Regions from separate parts of the Sus scrofa genome. Here all the other regions are linked to region 3. Evidence: chromatin contacts called from public HiChIP or PLAC-seq and promoter capture Hi-C data. All regions are on one chromosome and are shown on one strand. The core of a region is the stretch at or near the end of the contact, and the rest is flanking DNA. Distances in the headings are between cores, read along the strand shown.

Region 1 (2,930 bases), core at 405-2,904, 400 kb after region 3:
TGCCTTTTGACTCCAGAATATCCAAGTGAATTTGTTTGCCTTCCTGCCTCAGGCTCACCAGTGACCCTGCTAACTGGGGGTGAGGCGTGGGGTGGGGGAGAGCTGCAGTGGGCTCTCCATGTGGCTCTTCAGTGCCACTGCACATGACCAGCCACTAAGACACAGAAGCAAGAGTAGGTGGCCAGCCTTTCAGTAGGACCCACACGGGGATACAGCTCACAGATGCACAGACCAGTGAAAACCCATTGTGGATCTTTAACCAACTTGGTCTATCCTAAGGTGACTTTAAAACTGTGTGCTTTTTCTACCACAGGGAGTGGTGATTAAGAACATGTGTTTGTAAGTCCAAAAGCTGTTTCCCACGATTTCAAATTAAGAAAATTAAAAAAAAATGGGTATCATGGATTCTTATGTTGGGTTAGTCACAGCCCCGCCCAGCGATTTTTGAAATCCAGTGTTATGACATTTGATTCTAGTTTTCACTTTCAAAATTATAGCTGAGCCAGTTTAAAATGTTTACTTTTATACCAAGCATTATATGTTCCACATGTTCTATAGAGTTGCTCTCTAGGTAAATTTCATTTTATCTAAAATCATTAGTCACTGGTGTAATTAGCCTCAAATATATCAATGTATTGCTTTTCCTATTTGTTTTTAATTTTCATATAGAACTAACTTCCTCGAAGACTTGTCTTCCTTTTATTCAGTTCACTGTACTTAAGATTTAGCATATACTTTAAAAAATAGATTTTTAACATCTTGGTCTGATGTAACTGACAGCAGGAAAGTACCTGGGTTACAATTTGGAATTATAAATATAACTTTTATATATATTTTTCTCTCCATGTTCAGTGAATCTCTTCTCTCTCTCTCTCTCTCTCTCTCTCTCTCTCTCTCTCTATATATATATATATATATATATATATATATATATGCTTGGAACAGTACCTGGCATGAATATATATCTGGCATGAATATTCCAAGTGCTTTATGAACATCAGTCGTTTAATTCTAGTAATAATTCCATGATGTGATACTGTTATTGCCCCCATTTTACAGGTGGGGAAACAGGCACGTAGAGATTAAGTTATAATCCCCTATAGCTGATAAACGCAGAGCCTGGATAGACTCTCATTCTTATTTATTTCAATTCTGTTCATATTCATTTTCACTAGCTACACCCTAATTTCCAGTATAATATAATTCATTTTCCCCAAAAATGTCCCTCACATGCAAGGGTATCCAGCATTCATTATTAAGGAAAACATGAACTTTGAGCTGCAGGAATCTATTTCACAAGATTCTCTAGTGACCAAAAGTAAGGATTTGCAGGACCTTCAGCTGGATCAAGGGTGCAGGAAGAGAACCAAGCCAACGCCTCCGGGGATCAAACCCAGAGCCTCTGAAGCACTGTGAGCTCACCCACTGAGCACCTAGCCAGCTGTACAACCGCATGTGTCCATGATCAAAGCAAAGTTTTAGGTGGTTTCTTTCCATTTTTTTCCTGTGTCTAACCCCAAGTCACTTTTTCTGTTAAGCTTTATTTTCTCCTCTGTACTTTGTAGCTCAGCTCTGAACCCAAGTGCTTGCTGCTCTCACACACTCTTGCCTATTTAGGAGCAAACTCCGTCTGTTCCATTTTCCAGCCAGGAGTGCTCCAGTGGAGAGGACACTTCTGGGCATTCTGCCTGTGCGAGGCCAGAATGTGCTGCTTGAAGAGGACCTCCTTTTAGTGCTCAGAAAACAACCTTTCCAGCTTATTAAAGTCAGCTCTTGCCCTATTTTTAGTTCAACTGGTAAGAAAAGAAAGCTGTGTAAATGTGGAACTGAAGTTCTAGAATCACTGGGCCATTGGAACCCCATATGATCCTGGTTATTTAATCTAGCCTCTGTTACTAGATGACTGAACACTTTATGCCAGTCCTAAAATGATGAGATTCTATCCTATTTGAAAAGATTCTCATGTGGGGGCAGGAAGCATATCGGAAGTCTCTATACTTTACCTTCAGTTTTGCCGTGAATCTTAAATTGCTCTTAAAAAACACAAAGTCTCAACACACCCACACCTCCCACCCCTCCACCCACACACAGTAATGAGTGTAACTAAAATAGAGGGAGTAGAAGAAACATCCTGGAAAATAAAGCCAAAGTAGTAATATGAAAAAAAGGCTCTAAGAATAGGTGTTTCTTTGTTTGTCATGTGATAGACATCGTTTATGTTTGCTGGGCTGAAGCTTAGTCATCTCTGTATCTAACTTTGAGTCATTTATCAAATCTCAAGGTAGTCATAATTTCCAAAGGAATACCTTTTGATCCCCACATAGATTAATGGCCAAGTCACGAACTTGTTATACCCTGTACCCCTACGTAACACTCAACAGGAATAAAAGAACCATTTGATACTGTTGGCTTAATGCGTATCCTCCTTCAGTACAAAGGAGCTCCAAAGGTCAGCGCTGCGTCTCTCATGCTCACCTACTCTATCCCAGTACCCAGCCCTGCACCTAGCACTTCTTAATTGCTAAAAAGTGCTCATCAAAAGACCACTGAGTTTAGTAGATAGAAGAAAATGAAAGAAAGTGCGGCTTTTAGCTCTGTGTTCATAGCTGGTTAGTACACTAGGATATTAGTAATCAGCTCCTTTCTCTCCTGTCTCAGGAAGATACCTGCCCCCAGATGAGTACATAGGTAAAATCAGTATTTAATTCTTCTCACAAAGTGTTCCCTCTTTGTGAGTGGCTCCTTCTTTGGCTGAGCTTCTTGGGAAACAATGTCTCTTCGGTGGTCAGTGACCCACAGCGAAGTGCGGTCCAGTGTGTGGTCACTACTTTATGACATTAGAGATTCAGACACCATAGAAGTAGTCATTTTTTGATCAGTGTGTGGGCTCCATTCTAGTTTTTACAAACCCAGATATGCCTTCATGGCTT
Region 2 (2,956 bases), core at 326-2,825, 270 kb after region 3:
ATCCCATTTGTTCACCTGACTGTTAAGCTGGTGAGCTAAGCACTTTCTGTGAATCATGAGTTCAATAATGACCCGGGTTTTGCCAGGCAAGTAACAGAAGTCAGGGAAAGGGGTTGAAGGTATTTGCAGAGAAGCAACTTTAATGCCACCACTTGTGAATATACATAAACAGACTCAATTAAGTAAATAATTCCTTACACTGGGAAGCACTATGCTAGGGTAAATTACTAGTATAATGGTGGCAAAATTAAGCACTCTTTCTTTCAATTTAAGGTTGTTTGTACATGAAATATAGGGAAGACAGGAACATAAAGTTAAAATAAGCAGCTAAATGCAATATATCCCAAAACAAAACATCTAATGAAGAATTTATTCCTTATTCTACACATTCAGTTTGAGGTCTAAAACCTGTTTTTCCCCAGTTTCCAAATCAGTGTTTCCACATCCATTGCCCCTTTAGCTCTGACCTTTGCTTTCATGTGTTTCCTAATGTCTTCCATTATGTGCCGCCTGCATCTAGCCTCCTGCTCACACACTGTGATCAGTCCCCAATGATCCTGCCCAATTTTTTTTGGTTTCTCACATAAATGTACATCATGGGACTCCTCCACTGACAGTAGCTTTCTTCACAACACCTGTTACCAAAACCCACCAAAGGGTTTTAACCAAAAACTATAAAATGTCTTTATGTGGCTACTCCAGACAATCTTTTATTCCCCAATCTTCCCATTTCTCTCAGTATAACTCTTTTAAATAAATCTCTATTCCTTTCAATCTGGCTTTCACAAGGACTCAAGTTTTTACGTAGGCCGCAGATTGGAAGGAACTCTGAAATACAAAGATAAAAGTGTCTACCAAGAAATTTCTTGGGAGAACTGGGTACCTTGCTGCTAACACTTTCAGAATTGGTCTAAAATTAAAGTTGGATTAGTATGGCTTCACAGAGAATTTATTTTTGCTACCTTTGGTCGTTTCGATGCTGCATTTAAAAACCAAACCAAACCAGGGCACTCTCACGAGTTCCTAGATCCGTCCTTTAAAAGTGGTTTGCCCCTGTCTTGTAAAAATGGAAATGGAGAATTCTTCTCCTTTCGAACGGTTTGCACAAGCGGCCTTCCCGTAATTAATATTTGATAAAGACCAAGACACCATAAAACAAAGAACATAAAATGTTACTGACAAAAACGTGACGATAAAGCCGATGAACTCCATGAGTTCTTGAGAAGCACTGCTAAAAAACCAAGACATGCTTCCTGACATAATTAAAAAGCGTTTTTAGGTTCCACGTGAAGAATGTATCTGCCCACGTTCCTTTTCACGAGTGACACTCCTACTGCCTCAGGACGGATGCTTAACGACACTTTGGGTGGATCAAGCCGGTGCAGGAAGAGATTTAGAGGGAAAGGCTGGGTCCAGCCCAGCACTGGGACCGCGCCCAGCAGGCATCTGGATCGCTTAAGACTCAAGGGGAAAATAAAGCTCGCGTTTTTACCTCACATACCATTAACTTTCCACAGAGATTTCCAGAAACCTCACTCACAGCCAGAAACCCCAACCCTGTGGGCGGGAGGGGATGGAGGGGGGGAAAAAAAAAAAACACAAAAAACCTACTACGCCACCATTTCCGCCTTGCCGGGCCAACAAACGTGCAAAGATGGAGAAAGACGCACGTCCCGGCAGCGCCTACGTCCCCAAAACGCGCAAGTGCGAGCGAGGTCCCGCCCCCTCGCGCCCCCAGCGAGGCGCGCGCACCAGAAACCAGCCCCCCGCTGGCGCCGCCCCGGGCTTCCGCCCCGAGGCCCGACGGTCGCTGTTCGGTTCCGGTTCTAGTCCCGCCCTCACGCGGGAACCCTCCAGAAATCTTAATATCCGGGACCCGAGGCCGCCGGCAGCGCGCATTTCCGGCGACAGAAAGGATCCGGTGACGCCTCTTCCCTTCTCTCCTGCCGCCCAGGCTCCGGCTCTCGGTGCGGCAGCGCCATCTGGTGCCGAGTGTCTCGCCGCCCGCGGAGGGGGCGCGCGCCTTTCGGAACCTTCCAGAGAAAACGCGGCCCCGGTTCTGCTCTGTCCCGCCCTCGGGAAGGGAGCGACCAGAGGCTCCGCCCTGCCGAGTTCCCGCGCAGGAGGTACTTTGCAGCACTTTGAATTGGTAGCTGCTTGTATGTGTTAGCTTGAAAATACCCGAGATGGAGCGGAAACGGAGTTCTTTCTCTAGTTTTAAGCCCAGAAAAAAAGCAGGTCTTTTTTTGTCTCCTCATACTTTGCTCTTGAGTCCTTCTCAATCATCCCTGCGTCGATTTCTTAGTCTTTTGGGACCGGGCTCCACCATTTCTTGCTTGGTGGGAAGATGGCACAGGTGTTGTGTCTTAGATTGGTTTCTGCTGTAAGAGGTTTTGTTTCCCTTTGATGATTAAACATACAGCGTACGTGTTTGGAGCCCCTGAAGGAGGGGAGAATTTCATGGATAACTTTTTAAAAAATAGGCCAAGGAAATTTCCGAAAGGTAGCCTCAGAAACACTCCGGATAAATATAGACTTGTTCGTGTGTCATATTTCTCTTAGATAACGGACGGGGAAAAGAAAACCTTTCCCCTAAGTTAGCAAAATCAATGTAAATTCTTCCTTGATGAATTTTTGCTTAAGAACCTCGATTTTCCTGGAAGTTTGAGGCCTGATTGTTTGGTAGTGAGCAATGGGTTGTTCTTAGGGCTTTACCAGAACGCGGCTTAACTGAGTATTTTAAGTGGAAGTTAGTGAAGGAAGTTTCCTGTAGCCTTCAGCGCCTACTGAAAGCACTGCTTCACTGGGCGATTCTCCTGCGGCAGCGATTCTCAAACGTGAGCATGCATCAGGTGTCCCTGGAAGACTTGTTAAAATAGATTGGCCTTAACCTGAAAGATTTTAACTGGGAAAGGCTGGGGGTAGAGCTGAATAATCACGACTCTGATAAATTCTC
Region 3 (2,821 bases), core at 299-2,798:
CCCTTTTGAGATGAAACAGTTACATACGGAAATTATTAACATGCCAGAGACTTCAAATTCTTGATTAAAAAAAATGAATTAAGAGTACAGTTGATTTAAAATGATTCGATGTTAAAATTCAGCTGCTGTTATAAAATAGAGACTAAATGGACAAAGAAACTCATTCCAGTTGACAGGAGGGAACAGCTGACAACTTGATCACTGCACCCTGTGGTTAAAGTCAACCAAGACTGTGACTTCACCATTGTTCCTATTTTCCATGCCTTCAAACACACCACTATGCTACTGAATTAAAAGCCTGACGAAGAATACATTTGGGGGATTGCCTGGTGCCCGTAGGTCACACCAGTTTTATACGTTTGAATACAAGCTTCCCGAAGTTCCACCACATGTCCACTAGAGGCCTGTGAAGAGCTTTTTTCCCCCACCACAGTCTCGCAACCAAAAAGGCCAGAATTAACAAGTAGTATTGATCCAGTATCAGTAAGGCAAAGATCAAACGGATAGATAACCTCGTAAAAAGCACCTTAATGGTGGGTAACGTAACCTTCCTTCAAAGCTCCAGGACACTGAGGTGGGAAACTTACAAAACTCCTAACACGTAACTGGAAAAGCTAAGTTACAAGAGGTAGGGTTTGGAAGCCTTCGGCAACCATCCAGAAAGCCACCAGGCTCTGGCCGGCTCGGACCAGGTGGCAACACGCACCATGTGGTGAAAGAGCAGTTATAATAATTACCAGTGTCCTGGGGGGGGGCAGGGGGGCTTCTGAGGAAAGGGGGCTTTCAGATCCTCAAGCACATACCACATACAAAAGGCATAGAGGCCCCCAGGGAAGGTTCCTGGGAGGGAGAGCAAACAAAGTCCTATTGCAGACCCTCGAAGGGCCAAGGAGGGGCTGCCTAAAAGGCGGCTCCAAGGGAGCCAATGGGGAGGCAGGTGAGGAACAGTGGCAACGCAGAGACCCAGAGCGAAAGAGACCCTCCACGTGGAGGGAGAGAGGGCGACTTCAAGCCAAACGCCAAGCACATCCAATCCGCAAAGACGACAGCAGCCTGACTGTGTGCACAGCAGCAGTGAACAGGAGGGAAGCCTCCCTGCCACAGGCTCACCACCCCGTCAGACTCAAAACAGGGCCTCTTGTCATGTGTCAAAAAACAAACAAAAGCACATCAGCGTGCACATCCACCACACCACACACACGTACACACACACACACCACCTCTCATCTATTTACCGAAACGGCCTGTTTTTCACTAGGCTTGGTTAATTAGCAATCAGAAAAGAGTTGCGGCTGAGTTTGAAGAAAGAACCCTTTGTTTGGAAAACCTGTGAAAATATTCCCTCGGCAGCTTGTAACTTTCCCTGCAGATCACCCCGGGCCTGAGGACAAGCCAGGTGCCAGAGGCCTCTGTGATCCCACACAGAGCTCACAAAGGCAGCTCTCTTTGTTGTCCCCTAGGAGTTAAGCCTTAATGGGTTTACAATATGCAGGCTTTTGGGGAGAGCGGCTTGGCGGTAGTTGCCTGCTGCCAGAAACGGAGCAGAGACCAGGCCTGGTGCAGCCCACAGCTGCTGTGGCGGCTCCACTGGAGGGAGGAGCAGTTGCCTGGGGCATTTCAAAGATGTGCAAGAACACAGGGAGACGCTATGACTCCTGGAAGTGAATCTGCAATGACTGCGAGCAGAGGGTCTGCCCACATGATAGGGGAAGGATCTCGGAGCCATGGCCCTGTGCTGAAGACCATGGCAAAGGGGGATTCTCGGAGTCTCTGTGTCCCCCATCAAGTCCTCTGTGGGAAAAGCATTCAATTATAAAGTAATATCATTGTCTGCTGCTAGTGAGCTTTATGTTGCCACAGTCCTGCCTGACTTCTAAACCTCAACAATCACAATGTGGACAGGAATAAGCCAGCGCCTCTGACCTTGGTTACAAAGAAAAATGGGTGCGGCACTTCGGCTGGAACCATGGCAACCACTCATCCCAGTCCCCTGGGTTTCCAGAGATGTCCACCCGAACCCTGCCTCCAGTGTGTCCTCATCCGGCCCCATTTCAGAAAATCTTCACCTTAAGCTGAGACACACGGATGGTGGGATAATGCCGAACGATATTAAGAGCGGCGATTTCACAATCTTTTGTAAAATATACCCACTGTTTTTTCCCCCCCATTATCCTTCCAATCTATGTCTGCTTTTTGATACACGGAATTGTCTTTTGCGGAAATCTCAGTCTCTTCCCTGTTATCCATATGTTAATTCATCTGAGAATCATCCTATCTCTTCCCCCCCGCCCCTGCTTTTTAGGGCTGCACCCGTAGCATATGGAAGTTCCCAGGCCAGGGGTCCAGTTGGGAGCTGTAGCTGCCAGCCTACACCACAACCATAGCAATGCGGGATCTGAGTTGCGTCCTCGACCTACACCACAGCTCCCAGCAACACCAGATCCTTAACCCACTGAGCGAGACCAGGGATTGAACCCGAATCCTCATGGATCCTAGAAGGCTCGTTAACCGCTGAGCCATGAGAGGAACTCCCTCACACCATCTGTTCTAAAACACTGTATGCTTGGTCCATTATGATGCCAAGACTCACTCTTTACTCATTTTGTGTCTGAATTATGTGCTTCTTCAGTTCAAGCAAAAGACTCTTCAGTATACCCCTGACATGCAAAGCACCAGCTAGATACTGTGGAGAAGACAAGGACCACAAGTGCAAGATGCTAAAAATCTGGTGAAGACAATAGAAACACTGGGAGACAATTTGGAGAAGGGCTAAGACGGAGGTGTAATCAGAATGCTGTGGGTATATAAGGAAGAGAAAAAA

Evidence for each region. Promoter capture Hi-C pulls out the DNA fragments that hold promoters and counts their contacts. HiChIP or PLAC-seq counts read pairs in DNA pulled down with a chosen protein or histone mark.
Region 1: an H3K27ac HiChIP or PLAC-seq map of skeletal muscle shows a contact between it and region 3, with 4 times the contacts expected there. The contact joins two enhancer-like sites. A contact is called at or near these places in 3 of 47 Hi-C or Micro-C datasets (epiblast stem cells, fetal skeletal muscle and mesenteric adipose tissue) and 1 of 2 datasets of contacts at active chromatin or transcription factors (skeletal muscle).
Region 2: a promoter capture Hi-C map of liver shows a contact between it and region 3, with 8 times the contacts expected there. The contact joins the promoter of LOC106507939 here to the enhancer-like site in region 3. A contact is called at or near these places in 4 of 5 promoter capture datasets (fetal liver, fetal skeletal muscle, liver and 1 more), 18 of 47 Hi-C or Micro-C datasets (alveolar macrophages, brain, embryonic fibroblasts and 10 more) and 2 of 2 datasets of contacts at active chromatin or transcription factors (alveolar macrophages and skeletal muscle).

The regions. Positions count from the first base shown.
Region 1 is chr11:10,039,852-10,042,781 of Sscrofa11.1, forward strand. All of the region lies in intron 3 of LOC106507939, which reads left to right. Among named protein-coding and RNA genes, the nearest start is that of RFC3, 110 kb to the right of the region's middle. Within about 2 kb of position 1,655, at least 16 of the 83 cell types and tissues checked have an H3K27ac peak or open chromatin away from gene starts, as enhancers often do. A contact at or near this core is called in skeletal muscle, where this site is marked.
Region 2 is chr11:9,911,197-9,914,152 of Sscrofa11.1, forward strand. LOC106507939 reads left to right here and starts at 1,576. Exons shown (of 4, transcript XM_021065188.1): 1 at 1,576-2,126. The coding sequence starts at 1,655. All of the region lies in intron 1 of LOC110255744 (a long non-coding RNA gene), which reads right to left.
Region 3 is chr11:9,637,638-9,640,458 of Sscrofa11.1, forward strand. The region is part of intron 1 of STARD13 (stAR-related lipid transfer protein 13); the gene reads right to left. Among named protein-coding and RNA genes, the nearest start is that of STARD13, 99 kb to the right of the region's middle. Within about 2 kb of position 1,549, at least 34 of the 83 cell types and tissues checked have an H3K27ac peak or open chromatin away from gene starts, as enhancers often do. A contact at or near this core is called in brain, epiblast stem cells, fetal liver and 4 more, where this site is marked.